3 separate regions of the Zea mays genome follow, and regions 1 and 3 are each linked to region 2. A link is a contact called in public Hi-C data. All regions are on one chromosome and are shown on one strand. Each heading gives the region's core, a stretch centred on a gene start, on an enhancer-like site or on the middle of the called end of the contact. The rest is flanking DNA. Distances are from core to core; before and after follow the strand shown. Region 1 holds the start of LOC100192039 (putative O-glycosyl hydrolase family 17 protein). Region 2 holds the start of LOC100273945 (26S proteasome regulatory subunit 10B homolog A). Region 3 holds the start of LOC100278385.

Region 1 (2,830 bases), core at 119-2,618, 360 kb after region 2:
CATAGTTTACTCCATAACCGCCTACAAAAGCCTCAACGACTAACGGACCTAGTCACAACAAACACCACCAATCAAATTTCAGTATAACAAAAGTACATGGTAACGGCATCTATTGCAATTGTCGCCAATTGAACACGACAACGCTAAATCACGGAACTGAATATGTATCATCATAAAGGAAAAATATCAGTACCATGTGGCAGGAACGCCAGGAGGCAACAAACACCACCAATCAAATTTCAGTATAACAAAAGTACATGGTAACGGCATCTATTGCAATTGTCGCCAATTGAACACGACAACGCTAAATCACGGAACTGAATATGTATCATCATAAAGGAAAAATATCAGTACCATGTGGCGGGAACGCCAGGAGGCAACAAACACCACCAATCAAATTTCAGTATAACAAAAGTACATGGTAACGGCATCTATTGCAATTGTCGCCAATTGAACACGACAACGCTAAATCACGGAACTGAATATGTATCATCAATAAAGGAAAAATATCAGTACCATGTGGCGGGAACGCCAGGAGACAGCAGCAAAGGAGCAGCACCATCTGAGGCACCATTATCGCAGCCCCGTAGCCGGTCAGTGAGGAGCGGGAACCAAACAGGGGACTGCCACAGTAGGCACCAGCAGCGTGAGAGTGGCAGGCAAGAAGCGCCTTGCTGAGCACTTCAGTTCCGGGCCGGGGCGTGGCACCGGGGCGGCAAGTTCCATAGACGGACCGGGGCCCTCCAAGGCCGGGCAACGGCGGATGCTCTCCCCACACCGCCGCTTGTGCCGTCGCACGGGAGAGAGAATCAGCAGCAATCGAAAAGTAGAACAGAATCCACAAGAATCTCGGATCCCTCGCTTCACACACACCGCAACTCCAGCGCCACCGCAATCACAAACCAAACCACCAACAACGGCAACACGAAAGGGCAGGTTAAGGAGGAGGAATCTTGACTCCCGTGCCGTCCTATTAGCACTCCGCCCAACAGAAGCAAGCAGTGAAGCAGCAAAGCGAGGTGGTGGAAGTGTGCCTGGATGAAAAGCGGGGAACTTTCTACTGGCTAATCTCGCACGAGGGAGGGAGGTCAAGATAGTTCGCTTAGCGAGGAGAGATCGATCGGGGGAAAAGGGGTGGGCCGACGAAGTAGATTGGCGAACCAACGAAGAGGGGACTCCGGTCGCGAGTGAAGGGGACGGAGCGGAGGACCTTGACGCCAGGCCCGCCTTGCGGACCGGATACGGAGACGGCGGCGAGCGGTGAGAGCGACGGAGAGAGAAACCGCAACCGCTGCTCCGTTTCCTACGGGCTATGGTGGAAGGGGTTTCGCTGTTCCGGCTGGGGTTTTGATTTTTGAAAACGCGGAGTGGAGTGGGAGGGGGAGGAAGCAGCCGAGCCGGGTGCGGAAGTAGCAGGACAGGGGCAGGCGCCGTGGCGGTGGTGTGGTGCTCTGTGCGTGCGTGTCGTGGACCGGCGATGGTGGGGACGAGCAGGGTAGCTTTCCTATTCCTTGGCCGTTTTGCGGATCGACCCCAGTTCAAAGTCTGTAGGTGTATCGTGTACGTTGCCAACCCTTGGGTTTATTTTTATTTTATTTTTTGAAACCATGCCTCTTGCTCTTGGACTTGTGCTTGTGGTTGCTTTTTGTTCCACGTTATGGGCGTTAATCTTCTAGGTTGACACAAACAGGACAGGGAGTGTGTGAGTCTAAGGCCTTGTTTATTTACCCTCGAGATTATATAATTCAGTTTAAATAAATTAAATGGTAAATAAACAATATAAATTATTATTTAAATTATACAATCTAGATATCTAGATTATATTAAATTGATAATCTATAAGCAGGTTAGATGCTTATATAATCTATAAACTGGATTATTTAATCGACCTTATAAGATTATATAAGGCTATGTTTGTTTCATTCCACCTTATAAGATTATATAAGGATATGTTTGTTTCATTCCAATATTATATAATCTAACTTATAGGATTATATAAGTATCTAATGATATGTTTATGGATAATAATAATCTAGGTATCTAGATTGTATAATCCATCCAATAATATGTGTTGTTTGTTTACCTCTTAACTTATTTAAATTGGATTATATAATCTCGAGGGTAAACAAACAGAATCTAAAGTCAAATAATAATTGTCTAAGTTTGTCGAGAATATGCTTAGTGTTTGTTTGTTTGTTTAGGATTATAATCTACCTAGATTATATAATCTAACTTATTTTGAACTAAGTGATTATATAATCTAGGTAGATTATAATCTCAAACAAACATGCACCTAGCCTTTCATGACATATAAGGGTTGTGTGCATATAAGATAGGCTAGGCACACATCTTCAAATTTTGATCACTGGATAAGACCCATGTGCTAAGACCATACGTGAAAGGAATCACTTGTTGTAGATTGCAATATGATAATGTGGATCCATAATTTTCTTGATGTATATAAATACGGTCGTCTTAGATGTTGAATTAGGTTAAAGTTTGCATTAGCCAAATAGATGTAGGACTACTAATATGCATGGTTGAAATGGGTTTTATGGGGTGGGTATTGAGATCGGTGTTGTTTAGATGGGTGGGAATTGGTTTTAGATCTAAATGAGGCATGTTGGTGTGGATTTGCTGAGAAGTGGTTTAGAATGGGTTCTCAAAAACGCCTCTCTGATCACGCTAGGCATTCATGTGGCCTAGCTTTTAAGTTATGGTCCACGTGTTAATCTTCTTAAAATATTTCATACATTTTAACCAATTGTCGAACTAAGTCATTTCCATCAAATCTTAGTTAATTTCGTGAAAATTTTAAGATGTGAATGTG
Region 2 (3,021 bases), core at 461-2,960:
CTGCTAGCCTTGACAATAACTTCGAAAAAGACATGTTTCAGTTACTTTGATAAAACTAGGTACATTATTAATCAGTTGAGAAGTAACAAGTCTTTAGCATGACGTAATAAAAGTTCATGTTTGTAAACTTCTAGGAAAAAGAATACGCAATTAAAGATCACATAAATAATTCATCAGTGTTTCATTATTCGTACTAACAAATTTTGAGACAAACATAAGGATTTTTTTTACTTACATCGTTCCTTGTCCAAAGGTCGAAGCACTTCACCGATAATTTGACCAACACTTTGCAGTGATTTTAGATCCTCTTCAGTTTTTTCCAAGTTTTTCTTTGCATTTTTTAGATTCTCCCTCCCTGAGTCCAGATACACAAGTTCATCACAAAAATCAAGATAACAAAAGTATCAGGTATATGCTATGAGTACAAAAATGTTTGCTATCGCATCTATCAGTTATGAGCATAACAAAACCTGTAACATTGATGTAAATAGTATAAGCATAAGAGAATCAATCACAAGAGGGACCACCCGCTATGGAGCATTGAGGAACGGCACGTCAACAGCACCACACTTACAGGTGCACAGAATATATCACTCGGGCACAATAAATCTAGTATTTTGGTACACCATTTGAAGTCACATTGGCCCATATTCATAAACTTCCTCCAAAACTAGTTTACTATCCCAAATGCTGAATGGAGTTGCTCTCATATTATTACCAAAAGGTTATGTGCAACTATAACCAAATAACCAATCTGACATGCCACACAATAAACAACACGAATATAGGACTCTAGCATGAAAGGTAGAGTGACTACGTAGAATCTCAATTAGTGGAGGTAACAACTCTTATTTCCCCCAAAAACATTAACTCAAAATTGAACTCCAAATATACGTATATCCTCAGCAGGTCCGGACAACACCCGCAGCCATTTACAGAATGGTCAACGGCCACTAACTAAATGCAAGCTAACCGAAAAGTGGAAACCATGCGCTTGCATCCAAAATTTCTGACTTATAAAACCCACCCTACACGAGAACCTATCCAACGTAAAAACTCTAAGGCTGAACCGCCGAAAATACGCCACACCCGCCAAACCCAAATTGGGGCAGCCAAAACCCTACCCCGCCGCCGTAGTACCGTAAAATCCAGATCCCCCCATCCGCGATCGCCGCTCGCAAACGCCAAGACACTGAACCCCAGAGACCGACGATGACATCCACGCACGGGTAGACGGGCGGAAGAGGATGCGGCAGTGGAGTGTTACCAGTTTTGACCCGCGCCTCGAGCTCCCGGCAGGTGAGGAGCTTCTTGCGGTACTCGGCGATCGCAGCACGGCGGCGGGCTTCTTCCCCGCCCTCGGCCATCCTCTTCCTCAACCTTCCTCGGCGGCGGCGGCGGCGCGAGGCTTTCTTTTTTTTTTTACGGAGGTGGACCCTGTTTTTCCAGAATGCAGAAGCAGAACACAGGCTTTGCTTCTTCTCTCGCAAGAAATGTAAAGCGGAATTTTTCATAAATTAAATAATTCCTTATGTAAATTGGGACCCTTCTGCCTCCTGGTCGGATTTCGAGCCCTTCTGCTGGGGGCCTGCCAAGTGCCAGGCTAGGTCGTCTGTGGGCTTTTTCCGGACATTGCTCGGAAGGATTACTCAGGCCCGGCCCATATAAGTTAGTGTCACCCCAAAGAGCGAGCAGCCCAAAATTTTCTTTCAGGAATAGAGATGGCAATGTCTAGATTCCTGATTCCTCGCGGGGAATTTCTATATTGAGGATGGGAGAAAAGTTTCTCCCCCATGGAAATGTAAATGGTGAAAAAAATCTCCTTTGACGTCCTATTTCCCGCGGGGACCTATTAAACTTACATACAATAATATTTTCATGTAATAGTTAATGATAAAATAAATACTTATCTTGTCAAGAGATCACTCGTTGTACAAATTTGTTCAATTTGATATACACATAATGATAGGGAAGAAATGTCCCAGCAAACTTTTATGGGGATCCCCACGGGTAATTTTTTTCGTCACCGGGATGGAAAAATTCGATGAGGAATTTTTGGGGGATTTTCGTGTTGCCATCCCTGTTAAGGAAACTGTAACATCCAAATTCCATCATCTAAAACTAACCAAATTTAATTTATTAGTTTCCAATAAAAATTATGTTTTAAAAATAGAGATATAAAAAAGTTATATAATTTATTAAATAGATGAAATTTTGCTAAGTGTTTGTTGTATTCATGTAAAGTTTCATGCCTGCAAACCCTCGGTTTTCCGCCAGTCTCTCGATTTCGGATAAAATACTTGTTAGGCCCTTGATTTATTCAAAATTAACCCTGAGAGTTGTAGTTATTTATAATTAGATCCCTACATGGCCTTTTTTGCTTTTAAATGAATAATTTAAGTCCAAATAAAATCCATTTTTATTTTGTTAGCTTTTGTTTTAACATGGTAAATATTTTAGCACAATTTTGTCACTAGATTTCATATTTCTAAATTATATAGTTTATATAATACCTTTTGGGATAATAGATTCTTAATAAAAATTAAAAAGAAAAGGTAGACCATGTGTTTTCTTACCAAAAATCAAGATATTTATTTATTTTATTCACATAAAAACCTATTTCGATTTATATCTTAGTTTTTAATAAATAAATATATGTTTCAAAACACAATTTATAATCTTCTAACCCAAAGCCTTGGATGTTCCATAATATAGCTTTTCTAAAAATGATTAAAATGGTGTAGTTAATGTTTATAATTAAGATGTGTCTAAGTTTGTATCCTTGATTTTATAAATTATAGAGAAAACCATTTTTCTTAAAGAGTACCTTTTCGTTATAATCTTTGCTTTGATATTTTTAGAAATAAATAATATTTTCATTATTGTACTAATCTTGTTTATAGTGATCTATTGTATGAATATTGATTAGTGCTTATTTTTATTTATTTGTGTATCGCATAGAGGTTGATCTGTTATCTGAGAATTAGGACCAGTTCGAAGAAGAACCCTGGGAATTCTGTG
Region 3 (2,731 bases), core at 147-2,646, 420 kb after region 2:
CAATAACTCATAGATGCGTCAAAAATTATAAGAGCAATACTGCAATACTGATGGGAGTGCTGCTAAGAAACTACTCACCTATAGCAAAGAAATGGTACAAGTAATGGGATCATATATAAATTTAAGATTATATAATACTCCCTCCATCCCAAATTATAAGACGTTTTGGCATTTCTAGATTTATAGCTTCTATTATGTATGATGTATCCACACATAACTTATACGTAGGCAATGACTACTATACAATCAGGATTTAGGTGCAAGCGTACAAACAAGCCTTCTGGTACATTAGATCATGATCCAACCATATATTATATTTAACACTTAAACCTTTCCACCACCAATTCACGTAGATTTATAAAAAAAACTAACAAACTACAATTATATCTATGGTTGGATAATGATTTAATGGACCAAAAGACTCGCTTCACGTTTGCACCTAAGGCTTGATTGCATAGTAGTCGTTGCCAAAACTATGAACCTACAAAAGCCAAAACGTCTTATAATTTAGGACAGAAGAAGTAGTTTATCGCTAAAACTACTCTTGTTACTCCAATTATCCTATAATACCAGTTGGACAACAACAGCCTTACACTAACAACAAGGATTGGGAACCCCAAACTTGAACTCGAGTTCACTAGACATCAACCTAAATGCCCATTCCAAAGAGCATAACTAAAATAAATTAAACGATCACAAACCACAGCAACCCGAAGTCCAAAACAATAGTAATTGTCAGGACCTACACGAAGAAGGGCTTAACTGAATTCCACTAGTGGTTGATCATGAGTCCACTAGTGGATTCAGAAAAGCAGGCACCAACCCTAGGTTGGAGATTGATGCAATGCAAAGAGTAAAAATAGCAGGAGCTGCACAGGCGCTAAACCCTGAACCTTAGACAGACTAGCGCTGATCTGAAACAAGACGCGCAGATACGTGAACTCATTCAGCAGCGGCGACAAAGTCGCTAACAGAATAGGTAAAACGTCGTAGAGTTTCCCCATTCGATCCTCTTCTTAAACGGGCATCAGCCGTTAGCAGAGGTGCCAGACAACGAGGGCAGTGAGGGGAATCACCTGAGGCCGCGCGGTCGCGTGGCATGGTGGGGAATATCCTCGAAGTCACGGGGAGCTTGGAGAGCCACCGGCGGGGGGCACCACCGTAGGGCGACGCGCGGTGCAGCCCGTGGCGCAGAGGCCGCCTGGACGGGCCGCCGACGCCACCAGTGTCCTCCAAGTCATCGGTGGCCGCAGGAGCATCAGCCGGAGACTGCCACCGGCGCGACCCCAACATCCTCGCCTTTGCCTCCCGCTTAGCCGGCGGCCCGGCGTATTGCGCTCCCCGCACGTTGCTCCCAGTCACGCTCTCTCTTCGGTTCGGTCATGCGCTGTGTGTGTGCGGCGGCGCGATTCGGGCTGGGAAGACGACAGCCCAAAAGGCCCAATGGGAAACAACAGTCTGCTCCTAGCCTCCTACCCCACTATAATGTTTTCCTCTTCTTTCTTATATAAGTAAGTAGTATAGCGCTCTTGCGTTACAACGGCAATAATTATGAAAACAAGGCACATAACTGTCGCTACCCTGTAGCGCCTTCGCCACCACCCGCTTCTTCTAGGCGCAAATACGCTGCACCACCACGGCACGCAAGCGAGCACGAAGCAGAAAGTTGTCAATTTTTTGCATCCAGACAGACAAGGCACCCAATTCTCTTTAAAACTTTTGCTAAGACTTAACAATACATTTTGTTCTGGGGGCTAAATTATTATCCTACTAACTTGACCATAAATTAGCAACAATTATTATTATTTATATGAAATTAGCACCATCTACTCCAATCATTCTACCGCAGAACAGAAACAGAAAAGGAAGGCAAGCGGACCGATTGCCACATTTCACAAAAGGGCAAGTAAAGCATGAAGACATTATACATGCAAATCAAATTATGCCGATAGAACAATCCTTCTTACAAGAGAAAGTAGAGATCCAGTGCAGCACCATGTTATTTTTCATTAACACCAATTATGAGACAACAATATGGTGATCGCTACGCCCTTACACTTTAGTTCGATCATCAACATTCAAATCAGATATGTCTAAAGCCCCTATTTTCAACTTAGCAACAAGAATCCACATGCCTGCTAAATCATTCTCCAGAGATAGTTCCTTCTTTGCCTCATCAAACTTTTTCTTGTACTCCTCTTCAAGAAGCTCCTTCTCTGCCAAAGTAGAATTACAGGAAGGATGCAGCAGAAAATTTGGTGAAAGGTCAGTAACCAAACCATGAATATTGTATGTTGAAGAATATGTACTGCACAAGGGGCCCAAATACACAAAGTGGAAGAACATTATCAGTAAAAGAACCTTGGACTGAAGTTTCCAGCTTTGCATAATAACAATTTTAGTGCGTGATTGAAGAAGTAACACATTGTATTTTTCTGTTTCCAATCAATGAACAAATGCACTTACATCAGGTAACAAAGAAAAATATGTTGAACTTTAAACTAAGAAAATGTTATCCCCATTCATTTATAGGTGGTACCAGTATTTATTTATTCCAACCATTGGAGCATGGGACAAACTGATGCCCTTCCTAACCCATGCCTGTGAAGGATCCATATAACTTTGCCTAGTATCCAGGTGCCCACAAATGGTGCTGCCGATATTTCGGACGAACGCAGAGTTGGATATTTCCACAACAAAACTAAGGAATAAAATAGTAGTGAAATAATAT

Evidence for each region. Hi-C and Micro-C count contacts between places; a contact is called where the count stands out from the background.
Region 1: a Hi-C map of endosperm shows a contact between it and region 2, with 2.2 times the contacts expected there. The contact joins the promoter of LOC100192039 here to the promoter of LOC100273945 in region 2. A contact is called at or near these places in 3 of 25 Hi-C or Micro-C datasets (bundle sheath, ear and endosperm).
Region 3: a contact with region 2 is called in a Hi-C map of bundle sheath, with 2.7 times the contacts expected there. The contact joins the promoter of LOC100278385 here to the promoter of LOC100273945 in region 2. A contact is called at or near these places in 6 of 25 Hi-C or Micro-C datasets (bundle sheath, ear, endosperm and 3 more).

What each region holds. Positions count from the first base shown.
Region 1 is chr9:96,369,825-96,372,654 of Zm-B73-REFERENCE-NAM-5.0, reverse strand. LOC100192039 (putative O-glycosyl hydrolase family 17 protein) reads right to left here and starts at 1,368. Exons shown (of 3, transcript NM_001137462.2): 1 at 517-1,368; 2 at 1-48. The coding sequence starts at 574.
Region 2 is chr9:96,734,645-96,737,665 of Zm-B73-REFERENCE-NAM-5.0, reverse strand. LOC100273945 (26S proteasome regulatory subunit 10B homolog A) reads right to left here and starts at 1,710. Exons shown (of 10, transcript XM_008661540.3): 1 at 1,268-1,710; 2 at 236-355; 3 at 1-19. The coding sequence starts at 1,514.
Region 3 is chr9:96,312,936-96,315,666 of Zm-B73-REFERENCE-NAM-5.0, reverse strand. It overlaps LOC100278385, which reads right to left and starts at 1,396. Exons shown (of 8, transcript NM_001175620.1): 1 at 1,077-1,396. The coding sequence starts at 1,293.